2 separate regions of the Capsicum annuum genome follow, and region 2 is linked to region 1. A link is a contact called in public Hi-C data. All regions are on one chromosome and are shown on one strand. Each heading gives the region's core, a stretch centred on a gene start, on an enhancer-like site or on the middle of the called end of the contact. The rest is flanking DNA. Distances are from core to core; before and after follow the strand shown.

Evidence for each region. Hi-C and Micro-C count contacts between places; a contact is called where the count stands out from the background.
Region 2: a contact with region 1 is called in a Hi-C map of placenta, with 2.1 times the contacts expected there. The contact joins the promoter of LOC107842948 here to the promoter of LOC107842946 in region 1. A contact is called at or near these places in 4 of 5 Hi-C or Micro-C datasets (bud, leaf and placenta).

The regions. Positions count from the first base shown.
Region 1 is chr9:13,713,232-13,719,408 of UCD10Xv1.1, reverse strand. LOC107842946 (cytochrome c-type biogenesis protein CcmE homolog, mitochondrial) reads left to right here and starts at 2,554. Exons shown (of 4, transcript XR_007044472.1): 1 at 2,554-2,707. LOC107842947 (ankyrin repeat-containing protein At5g02620) reads left to right here. Exons shown (of 3, transcript XM_016687024.2): 3 at 1-420. The coding sequence ends at 43.
Region 2 is chr9:13,865,247-13,871,396 of UCD10Xv1.1, reverse strand. LOC107842948 (cytochrome P450 71AU50) reads left to right here and starts at 3,295. Exons shown (of 2, transcript XM_016687025.2): 1 at 3,295-4,390; 2 at 4,490-5,230. The coding sequence starts at 3,518. The coding sequence ends at 5,101. It overlaps LOC107841639, which reads left to right and starts at 5,690. Exons shown (of 3, transcript XM_047396194.1): 1 at 5,690-6,150. The coding sequence starts at 5,690.

The DNA of each region.
Region 1 (6,177 bases), core at 1,305-3,804:
AGAGATCCCTGAAGATGAGTACAAGAAACTATATGCTATATAGTTCTTCCAGGCCTCGTATCTAGTTGTTAGCCAATGTATATTCTTGTGTTATACAAGTTTTTGATCCTCACACTTCAAGATTCAATGCAATAGCTCTAGTTTTTTTGTAGTATATATGAGCAAGATAATTGAAGTGTAGGATTTTAGAATTATGAGCATTTTACTGTACTGTTCCAAGTGAAATACAGTGTAGTGAGCAAGAGTAGTCAAGTGTAAAATTTTATGCTCTTCTAGAATCTTGAGCATAAGTTCACGAGGTAGGGGTAAGACTGCGTACGTACCTTCCATCCCAGACCTTACTTGTGAGATTACGCTGGGTTAGTTGTTGTAATAGAATTTTGAGCATCTTTCTGCTGTGTACAGATAGTTGGTTTTCAACTTTGTAACACTGTTATATGCTTCAGTGTCCTCATGTTCATTCATTCACTTGACTCCGTTCCAATTTACATGACATAGTTTGAGTCGGCAGGAATTTAAGAAACTAATATTTTTGAAACTTATTGTATAAAATATGTCATAATATTTGTGTGACTACAAGACTTTTGAAACATGTGCCGTGAACATGTCATAACATACGTGCGGTTATAAAGTTAATTGTTTTCGAATTTAGAAGGTTGTTATTCTTTCTAAAACAAATTAAAAAAGAAAACGTGTCACATGAACTGAAATGGAGCGACTAAAATGGTTCTTAGAATCACAAGCATTTTACTACTGGTCCGAGTGAACAGGGTAGGTATAAATCATCGAAAATCGAACAGAAAATTTCAGTAATTTGATTTTTAATATATTATTCAGGAGTAAAATTTCAGAAATACGATAATTGGTTTAGGTAGTCGGTACGAAACTTCGTTGGGTATTTGATACTACCAAATACCGAATTATTTTATTAATAAATGTCATCTGACTTTGTATAAGAAAAAAATGTGTCGTGACAGATAGTTAGACTAATACATATCTACAGTTTCAAAAAACTACGAAACATAGCTACATTTCAAGTTTTGTTCTCTCTCCGTCTCATTTTATGTGCCATAATTTTAGAGGCGTACATAGATCGAGTTGGTTTGACTTTTTATTAAAATATAACCAAACCAATAATGTCGGTTTTCTAAATCTATAAATCAAATCAATATACAATAGGTTTTTTTATTTCGATTTTAGTCGGGTTTTTTCGATTTTTTCTGTTTTTCAGTTTTCTCGACTTTTTTATAATTATAATGTGATTGAAGAAAAAAATTAAATCTTTTCACTAAAAAGATTAAAAAAAAACAAAAAAAAAAAAAACAATGGTCATAGAGTAGTTCCAATAAAAATTAAGTTGGCAAATTACTAAGACGTCTAAACTATTATCTCTCAAAGTAATATTATATGGATACCTAAGTAGTTCAATTTCTAAGCCACTAGTCACAATAGCTTGTCTGAAAGTTCCTTCACATAAAATGTGAGCATACAAAAGAACGAAAAATTAGAGACAATTTATTAAAAACTTAACTTTATAAAGTAATTAATTATAACATAATTCCATTTAAAAAAAAAAAAGAGAAAGAAGAAAAACAAACCTAAATCACAACTTGACGGATGAGAAAAATAAGATGAAAGTAAGATGAGGAAATAATGAGAAATCTCTGAAAACTTGGAAAGTAAAATGTAAAAAGTGAAGCAATTAAAAAGTTTTAGGTGTTTATATTAATATTGAACTTTGTATTAATTTTTTATTAATGAAAAAATACTATAATTAAAGGTCCAAAACTATATATCTATTTTCTGAATATAAAAAAATAATAAAAGTAATTAGAAAGTAGATTATAAGTAGTATCTTTTTACGTATAAAAAATTAAAATTATATATGTATTAGTTCGGTTCGATTTGGGTTCGGTTTGATTTTATTTTTGCTAATACCAAACCAAACATAAAATGATCGTTTTCTTTTTTGTCAACACCAAACCAATCAAAACCAAATCATAAGTCGGTTTTTTTCTCGGTTTGGTTTGATTCATCGGTTCGATTTGACTTAACGGTTCGGTTTGTACACCCCTACATAATTTGATGGGGTATGAAGTTTAAGAAATAATAAAAGAATTGATAATTTTTACTAAATTGTCTTTTATAAAAAAAATGTATACTATTATTATTTTTAATTTAGTGGGGTCTTATAAGTGAGACCTTATTTAATTTAGTGGGTCTTATAAATGAGACCAATAAGGATAAAAATAAAATTGTGTCTTTAAATAATTATCAAATAAGAAAATATGATACTCTTTTTAGGATGGACAAAAAAAAATAACGATATATAAAATAGGACTGGAGAGCAGCATGTACACAATGCACACGTTTATACAATATATGGTGATACAACTTTTTCAAATATCCGTCCCCTAAATACAACTCCTTCGGTCGCACAACTATTACCCACCTAATACACCTCTTATGGCTGATGAAATAACTATAGACCCGTTTTGAATATACACTCTAAATCATAATTTATGAAATTTTCTCTTTTGTATAAATTAGTCCATTACCCATAATGTGGTATAGGCCCATCAGTACCAAGCCCATATAACAAAACTAAAGACTAAAGAAATCAAACACAAAAGTTAGGGCAAATTCCCCTGGAGCAAGAAAAACGTACAATTGAATAGCGATTCCCTTCGTCTACGGCACCATTAAGGTTAGTATACTGCCCTTCTCTTCTTTTCTTTTCTTTCTTGTTACTTTTCAATTTTAGAAAAAAAAAATAGGAGAGGCTATATTTTTTTGGTTACTTTTCAATTTTAGAAAAACATTTAGGAGTTTTTTTTTTTTTTTTTTAATTTTCAATTTTAGAAAAAAAATTTAAAAACTAAATCCATAGATTCCTGCCACTCCCACCAACAGGTAAAAAAAAAAAACAGGAGATACATATATTTTTTTGGGGTGGGAGGGTGGGTAGGTTGGGTGGGTGGAGGGGGGGTAAATGGAAAAAAATTCGTCAACCAAATGAGCATAATTACAGAGACTAGATGTCTTGGATTTAAGGAGTAGATCAAGCAATAGAACTGTAATAATAATTTAGCTATTCAAGGATTTCTATCAAGTATGGTTGTTACCCGTTTTATTATATTGTGTTGTAAGCTTAGATACAATGTTTGTTTTGATTGTTACTTAAATTATATTGTATTGTACGTTAAATCCATCGTTAGGTAATGATGAAAATTTTCATTATGTGTAACCGGTATCATACCGTTAAATCCATCACTAGGTAATGACGAAAATTTCCATTTTCTGCAACAACTGATTTGGTGTGATCACGTCGTTAGCTTTTTGATCCTCTCATTTTGTCTTTACTTATTATTTAATAATCCTATTTTATCCTTTACTAGTTTACCTTACCTTTTTATAATAGGTCTACCCCACACCCAACCTTTTTGTAGGTTTATTCTTCAAATTCTTGATGTGAGACATTATAATGACGGAAAATGATACAATCTGACCAGACATTGTACAACATAGTATAATATATTATGAAACAATGTGTGACAACCATCCAACCAGAGTGTTGAGAATATCCTGGTAGGGTACTCAAAAGTGATTCTCTAGGTGCATGTTTTTGTCCAGATATATATAGTTCCAACATAATTTCCTTCAAAATGCTGGTACTCTCCCCCCTTTTCTCTTGAAATCTACAAAGGTTTCTTTCCATCCAGAGGTAATCAACAGTAGAAAAATATTAGAAACCCAGAATGGTTTTCTTAGGTGATCTAATATGTGCACAAGTAATATGAATAATGCATATGGTTGAATTACTTGGTTTTATTAAATGGAATTATTTTATCCTTATTCTGAGTTCATGCTAGCATTCACTCGCTAACCCGTCTTCAGGCGTTGTATCCCCACGCGATGCAGGAACCGGCCGTTCTACTCCTCCTGCATAGTGATTGACTCCGGGATTGGCATTCGGACTGAAGTGGTGAGCTTCCATATTTTCGGAAGGCTCCATTTCATGTTATAGATATTTTCATACACTTTGGTTTATATATGGATATTGGTTTTGACTACGGTTGGGGGCATGTCCCAATCGGATATTTTTACTCTTTTTGGTTAGAGGTGTTGTGGTACTGCTATGGGTTGGTATGTGTGGGATCGGTATGGGTGTCAGCCTTAGTATTGGCATTGGTATTGGGGCTGACATCATTGGACTAAATTTCTCACCGTTCGATTCTATTTTATTTTGGGATTATATATATGTGTGTGTGTGTTTTGGAACTCATTTGGTTTGGTATTTGGTTGGTTTGGTTTGGTGGATGGGGTGACTTGGTCGGGTTGGTCTAGGAATAGACTTATCCCAAAGTCATTACCTGTCCTTACACGCTATCTTGTTATATGTTTGAAATTCAGCTCATCAAGGTATGCGTGAGGTGTTTGGGTTGGGTGATAGGGGTGGTCCCCGGTCCTGGTTGGACTTGGGATGCCCATTACGACAAGGCCATGGTTTGGGTCGTGTCAAGTTGGTATCAGAGCTTTAGATTCATAGTCAATTGGGAGTCCACAAAACCGTGTTGAGTAGAATCTCTTTTAGGGGTGTGTAGCACACCACATTCATAAGAGAGGCTACAAGGCATTTAGGAATGTTTCACTTTCGTGGTAATCTATTTTCAAGCTTGAAGTCTAAGTCCTGGAATCCTCTCTAATTCTTGTTTGTTCGTCTTTTAGATCATGCCTTGTAGATCTGGAACACAAGGAAATTCTTTCGTCCCATGTGGGGATGATGTTGATGGAGTACGCCATACATCTGGAGTTCATCTTCGTTCCAGGGGTCCTATTCTTGATTGTGCTGGAGTTCCTCCGATGTCATCTAGTCCTCCTCAGGGAAACATGATGAACGCGAAATTTCATCAATCTATCCATGTTATTACTCAGATGGTTGCTGCTCAAGTTGAGCTGGGTGCGTCTGGTGCTTTATCTGCTGAGGTCACAAGGGTTGTTCAATTTATGAAGATGGTTCTCCTACATTTACTGGTGTGAAAGTAGAGGAGGATCCACAGGGCTTATTAGAAGAAATGGAAAAGATATTTCGGGTGATGCAGGCTATCAGTGTGGAGGGGGTAAACTTAACATCTTATCAGCTCAAAGATGTTGCATACCAGTGGTATGAGGAGTGGTACAGGGATAGAGATGGGGTGGAAGAGTCAGCTTTGTGGGAGACATTTTCTAAGACCTTCTTGGATCGTTTCTTTCCTCAAGAGTTGAGGGAAGCAAAGATGGAAGAGTTTGTGAATCTCAAGCAGGGGAGAATATCTGTAAAGGAGTACGCCTTGAAATTTCATCAACTGTCAAGGTATGCTCCGGGGTTAGTGTCGGATATGTGGGCAAGAATGAGGAAGTTCGGTTTTGGGTTGTCCCGAGATTTAATTTTGTAAAGCAAGACTACCTTGCTGATTAAAGATATGGACATTTCTAGGTTGACTATTCATATGCAGCAAGTGGAAGAAGAAAAGAGGTAACAGATGGAGTTTGGAGACAGGTAGGGTAAAAGAGCAGGTTTTCTGATTAAGGAGGTGCTCAGTCGCAGGGTGATCGGGACGGTGGCAAATAGCCGAAAAAGAAGTGGAGGAGTTATGGTTCCTTCTCTACTGCTAGTGCTCCTTACCCGAAGTAGTCGGGTGACGGGTGTCAACAAGGTGGTGACAATTTTCGAGCACAGGGTGCTTAATCGCAGGCAAGCAGGGGTCAGTTAGTTTCTTTGTGCCTTCCTCGTCGGTTCTATGGTCTTCCTCACCGAGGTTATTGTGACGAAGGGAGAGTAAATGTTGTAAATGTGGCCAATCAGGCCATCTGCTCAGAAATTGTCCGGTTAATAAGGTGGCTAGGGGAGCAGACAAAGTTCCTGTGGCTTCACTTTCTGCTCCTGGTTCTAGTGTTGGCCGGAATAGGTTGCATGCTTTGGCGTCCCGACAGGAATCCGAGGCATCAATTGATGTCGTTACTGGTATGTTACAGCTCTTTTCTCGTGACGTATATTGTTTGCTTGATCCAGGGTCCACTTTCTCTTATGTGACTCTTTATGTGGCTGTATCTTTTGGTTTTGATCCTGAAGTGATTTCACATCCTTTTTTTGTTTCTACCCCGGCAGGAGACTCGGTTGTTGCTAAGAGAGTCTAT
Region 2 (6,150 bases), core at 2,046-4,545, 150 kb before region 1:
GTATGATGATTGAAAAAGCAAAGCATCCATGTCTTGGGTGGACGACTGTGGAATTCAAGAGTCCATTGGTCTAAACCAGATAGATTTTCCAAAAGCGGTCACGGAGCAACATATTATCCGGCCAATGGCATACCAAAGAATAACTTTGTCTTCACCTCACTATCCTTGTGATCGAATATTATAAGATATCGCGTCTCGAATGAAGAAGATTTTGAATCTATAAAGTAAATCATGATTCAAACTACAATAAAAAAAAAAAAAAAGAGTATTTAATTAGCAATTACTCGATAGTTCAATAATTATGAACTTTAAATTCAAATATGATCAACTTCAGTTAAATATTGATCATATAAAGTTATTGAACAATGTGATGCTTTCAGTCCAGATAGTGTAAAATGGTTGCCTTAAATAATGTAAGGTCTTTGGTGTAAGAGTCTTAGTCGCGGACCATGTAAAGTCTCTGTCTTAGACACTGTGAAGTCTTTGGCTCGAATAAGAAAATATTTTGGCTCGAAATATGTAAAATCTTTGCATCGGACAACATAAAGTCTTTGGCTCAGACGGTATAAAAGTCTTAGTTGCAGACTATGTAAAGTTTTTGTCATAGACGGTGAACAGTCTTTGGCTCAAATAAGTTAACACTTACGACGCTCTCAGACGGTGTAAAAGTCTTAGTTGCATACTATGTAAGGTCTCTTTGCCTTCGATGGTGTACAGTCTTTGGCTCAAATAAGGTGACACTTATGCCGTCCTATGCTCAAATATTCTATATTTTTTAAAAAAAGCATCAAAATTATGGTGTTAAAGCCAAAAAAAAAAAAAAAGCTACCGAAGTAACTAAAGTAGTATTTTTTTTAATTGCTTTTCTTTTAAAAAAAATATTATTGAAAAGTAAAAAAAAAAAAAAAATTGAAAAATGAAAAGGCTACAGAAGCAATATTGTTTTTGGGTTCTTTTCCTTTAAAAGTGGAAAAAGAAATCATTAAAAAAAATTATTGAAAGTCAACAATAGTGGCTAGGCCATGTTTTTTTTTTTTTTGGACGACACACATACAAACAAAAAAAGTGGGGGGCTCAAACGTTTTCAATTAAAAAAAAAAAGGAGGAAGACTTGTTAAAAAGGGAGGATGTATATTACTCTTTTTCGGCAAAGATCGATAACGTCCTTGCTGACTGATTATCAGAAGTTTCTCCGTGTAATTGTTGAGCAGTTTCAAAGAGGCTAGCTGTTATTTATAGTTTAAAAAAAAAAGAGTTTCAATAAATAATAATATCTTAATCCAACACAAATATAATAATGATAAGTCAAATATTTTTGAGATAAGGACAACAATATTTTCTTTTCAATCAAAAAATCTTTTAAAGCTTATCAAGAGCTTAAAAGATAATGACCCAAAAATGTGGATCCCATTTTACAAACAGTAAACTATTATATTCATTACTAGGGAAATTTTTGCTCGTGAAAGTTTTCAACATGAATATTTATTTACTCCCTCCGTATTATTTTATATTATATACTTTGATCGCATACATAGTTCAAAAAAATATTCTTGTGGAATATTATGACTACTTGAAACCAAAGAAACAAGTATTTATTATGTACAAGATAACCAAAAAAAAAAAATTGTTGTCTTAATTGTACTTCAAGTCTAGTTCATCGATTTTTTTTTTATTTTAAAAAAAAAAAAAATTTAACAAGTCCTGAAATAGGGGCATTTGTAAGTATTGAAATTTTATTTAAATTCATATATTTATTTGGACTATATTAAATTCAAGAAAATAGTCCAAATAATATGACTAATATGATTGGATTAATCATCTAATCTCAAATACATAGGGTTAATTTAATATGATGTGGCAATCCATGTTAAATGAAATAAGCCACTGACGGTATGACATATGTCAATATTATGTGGCAATTCAAGATAAATGAAATGAGCCGCTAAAAACATGACATATTTCATTATTATGTGACAATCCATAATGTTAAATGAAATGAGCCACTCACAGCATGACATATGTCAATATTATATGGCAATCCAAGATAAATGAAATGAGCCACTAAAAATATGGCATACGTCGATATTATGTGGCAATCCAAGTTAAATGAAATGAGCCACTAAAATTCTGTCACGTGTGCACGTGACATGTTTTAGCCAATCAAATTAGAGCTTTTCATCAAAAAATGTGATTGGTAAATTTTAAACCAACCAATCAATTCACACAATTACCTTGCCCCTCCAACTATAAATAGGAGTCCTCCTAACTCACAAAAAGAGGATTTTTGAGAAACAAAAAGCAAGAAGAGAGCTCGTGGATCAAAAACTATAATTTCTCTGCAAGTTATAAATTTAAAATAATCAAGCTCAAGATCAAGTTCAAGATCAAGAGAGAAGGAAATTTTGTTCAAGATCAAGTTACTTGTTCATATTCATCAATCGTGGCAACCATCCAAGTGTTTATGACGAATTAACATTCAAATTCAAGTCCAAAGACGAAGATTCAAGATCAAGCTACTCAAGCCCTTGCATTCAAATCAAGTTCAAGTCCAAGTTCATATTACTTTGTAGAATCAGAGGATTATCATAGAGATTGTAACACTTACTACATTTGAAATAAAATATTACTTTTTTTTCTGCAATTTTTCTGTCTCGATTATTATTTTCTTGACTTAAAAAAATTTATCGTCTACACTTGTCTCTTTCCATAAAAATCAATAATACAAACCATTTCCACCATCCGAAAAGCCACGCAAACCTTTTCTTTATTTGGAAGTCCCTTTCCAATATAAATTAGTTATAAAAATTTGTCAAAAACCAGTTCACACTTGAAAACTAATTTAAATTGATACAGTTGAAGGTTGGTTTAGGTGTTTAAAATGAACAATATCCACTTTAGGTGACAAAGTGAAAGTTTGTATCAAGTTTAGGGATTTGCCGATGTGTTTGGCCTTTACTCTGCCTACAATAATGCGTAGATTCCTGTAGATGGCATACATGTAATAGTAAAAATGTGAACCAGACATTGTATCAGCAATGTGGGAAAAAAGAAAAAAAAAAATCAACCAAACATATGTATATAAATTATGTTAAATTTAATGCATAGATAACTCCTCTCTACCCACTAACCGGTAACGAACCCATTAATATCTTGTACAATGTCACATGGTTCTTGTCAATGGCTTTAGGAATTGCAGCCATATAATGACCAGAAAATTACTTTGAATAAATGAATGAAGCTAGTAGGTCCAGACATTAGCATAAATGTATGGTCCTATAGACATTATAAAGAAGGAAGCAGACTTGCCTTGACTTCTAGGCCAAGCAATTTGACATTTGGTAATTAATTCTACGATAAGAGTATTAAGTGCTTGCCCAGAAATTTGACATTTGGTAATTAATCATACGACAGGAGTACTAAGTGTATGGTTTAAAATACAGGGCTTGGCAGATTTTTTCGTCATAAGAGTGTATATATAGTTGATTAAATTAAGATAGGATTTTTCTCTTTGAACTCAATGTCTTTGATATGGGCAACTCTAGTGGTTGCTCTATTTGTATATGCCTTGTGTGAGTTGTTAAACATTCAGAAGAGGAAAAGGTTTCCTCCAGGTCCAACAGGACTTCCCATTTTAGGACATCTTCATTTGTTAGGCAAAAATCCACACCAAGATTTACAAAGACTAGCCAAGAAACATGGTCCTATTATGTATTTGCGATTAGGACTAGTACCTACGACCATTGCCTCGTCCGCTGATGCAGCTGAGAAGTTTCTCAAGACATATGATCACATCTTTGCTAGTAGGCCTCATCATGAGGCATCTCAATATTTGGCTTATGGCCAAAAAAATATGATATTTGCAAAGTATGGTGTGTATTGGCGTAACATGCGGAAATTGTGCACAGTGCACCTTCTGAGCAATCACAAGATCCATTCGTTTCAATCCATGAGAAAGCAGGAAGTTGAACTTCTGATTGAATCTCTAAAAGAGGAAGCTCGTGATCATGTAGCTCTTGATCTTAGTGCAAAGATTACATCCTTGAATGCAAACGTGACTTGCTTAATGGTGTTTGGAAAGAAGTACATGGATGAGGACTTGGACAAGAGGGGATTCAAAGCTGTTGTTCAAGAGGTTGTGCGTTTATCAGCCGCACCAAATCTTGGAGATTTTTTCCCCCTCCTTGGTGTTATTGATCTCCAGGGTCTCACTCGCAAGCTCAAGGATCTTTCAAAGGTGTTTGATGAGTTTCTTGAGAAGATTATTGATGAACATGTCGAGGATCATGACCGGAAGCAAACCAAGGACTTTGTGGACACCATGATGGACGTAATGAAATCCGGAGAAGCAGAATTTCAGTTTGACCGTTGTAATATAAAAGCTATACTCTTGGTATGTACTTGTACCCCTACTTTGTCATATGTATCACATGCCTTGAGAATGAAACAGTTTGTGCTAATTAATTCCCCAGTTTCCTCCTTTTCTATACAGGACATGCTTTTTGCTGCAATGGACACTACTGCATCATCAGTGGAATGGATACTCACAGAACTTCTTAGGCACCCTGAAGTGATGAAGAAGCTACGAAAGGAGTTGCAAGAAGTTGTAGGACTTGAAAGAAGGGTAGAAGAATCCGACCTGGAGAATTTAAACTACTTAGACATGGTTGTAAAAGAGGGCATGAGGATGCATCCTGTAGCGCCGCTATTTTATCATGAGTCCATGGAAGATTGTGTTGTCTCTGATCTCCACATACCAAAGGGATCCCGAATCCTGGTAAACTGTTACGCTGTTCAGAGGGATCCAAATGTTTGGCCTGAGCCTGACAAGTTCTTGCCAGATAGATTTCTTGAAAGCAGTATAGATTTTCGTGGACACGACTTCCAACTTATACCATTTGGCTCTGGGAGAAGAAGCTGCCCTGGAATGCAGTTGGGAATTACTGTCGTCCGCCTTGTGGTGGCACAATTGGTGCATTGCTTTGAGTGGGAGCTTCCAAATGGTATGCAGCCTAGTGATTTGGACATTGATGAGCACTTTGGGATAGTAACATCCAGACAAAACCCTTTAATGGCTATTCCTACTTATAGGCTAAACAAATGATGTAGATGTAAGTTTCTACATTATGGTTTTGTGATTGTTGTGTGCTTCCCTTCCCTTGCTATTTTACAAATGCTGCCAGTCAAGAGTCTCTTTGCATATATACAATTTAACCTCTTTTTTCTTGTTTAATTTACTTTTTGAATGTGCTTTAACAAGTAAAGAGATAAAAGATCCAAACTAAAGAACCGGTATTGTTACAACCCAAATCTTTTTGAAGTCGTGATGGCACCTAACTGTTCCCTCATCAAGTGAATCATAACCGAAGAAGCTACTGTCTAACAGAAAAAACAAGATAAATAAAAGTGAAGAACAGTGAGACGATTAGATATGTTGTCTTGTAGTATTTTTTGTGCAAGTTCTTAAATATGTACCTTTTATTTTGAATTGGGACGACAAAAGTAGTAAATTACAATAAATTCTACAAATGAATTAAACGACTAACTTTAGAGAGAGAAGGTCTAACTTCTCTCTAACTGTTCATCTACCACGGATCCCATCCAAATAGACCCGACTGATAAGATATTACCAGAAGGCTGCCAAGATCAGCCACCACTCCCAAATCGACACTCAAGCATAAGCTACTCAACTATGAACTACCTAAACGCACTTTCCCAAATTGTCCCTTCTAGTGAAACTTCAGCAAAATCTCCGGACACACCTTCTGAATCAATGGAGGTGGATATGAATCGAGAAGAGACGATGCTTATTAACAATCTGACTGACAAAGCCATCGTACTAACGGCGGTGGAAAAAGCTCGAATCTATCGCCCATGGTCATACTCGGTGATCATTAAACTAACGAGGAGGAAGATTAACCACGCCTATCTCAAAAATAGACTTTCAGTGTTGTGGAAACCTACGGAAGAATTAATCCTCATTGATCTGGGTAGTGATTATTTCATAGTTCAATTCCTCAAAAAGGAGAACTTGCAAACAACCCTCCAAAAAGTGTCGTGGTTCATTAACGGAGCCTTTCTATCGGTTAGAAAGTGGCACCCAAACGTCGCAGCATCGGAGGCAAATGAAACTGTATCAGCTATATGGATACG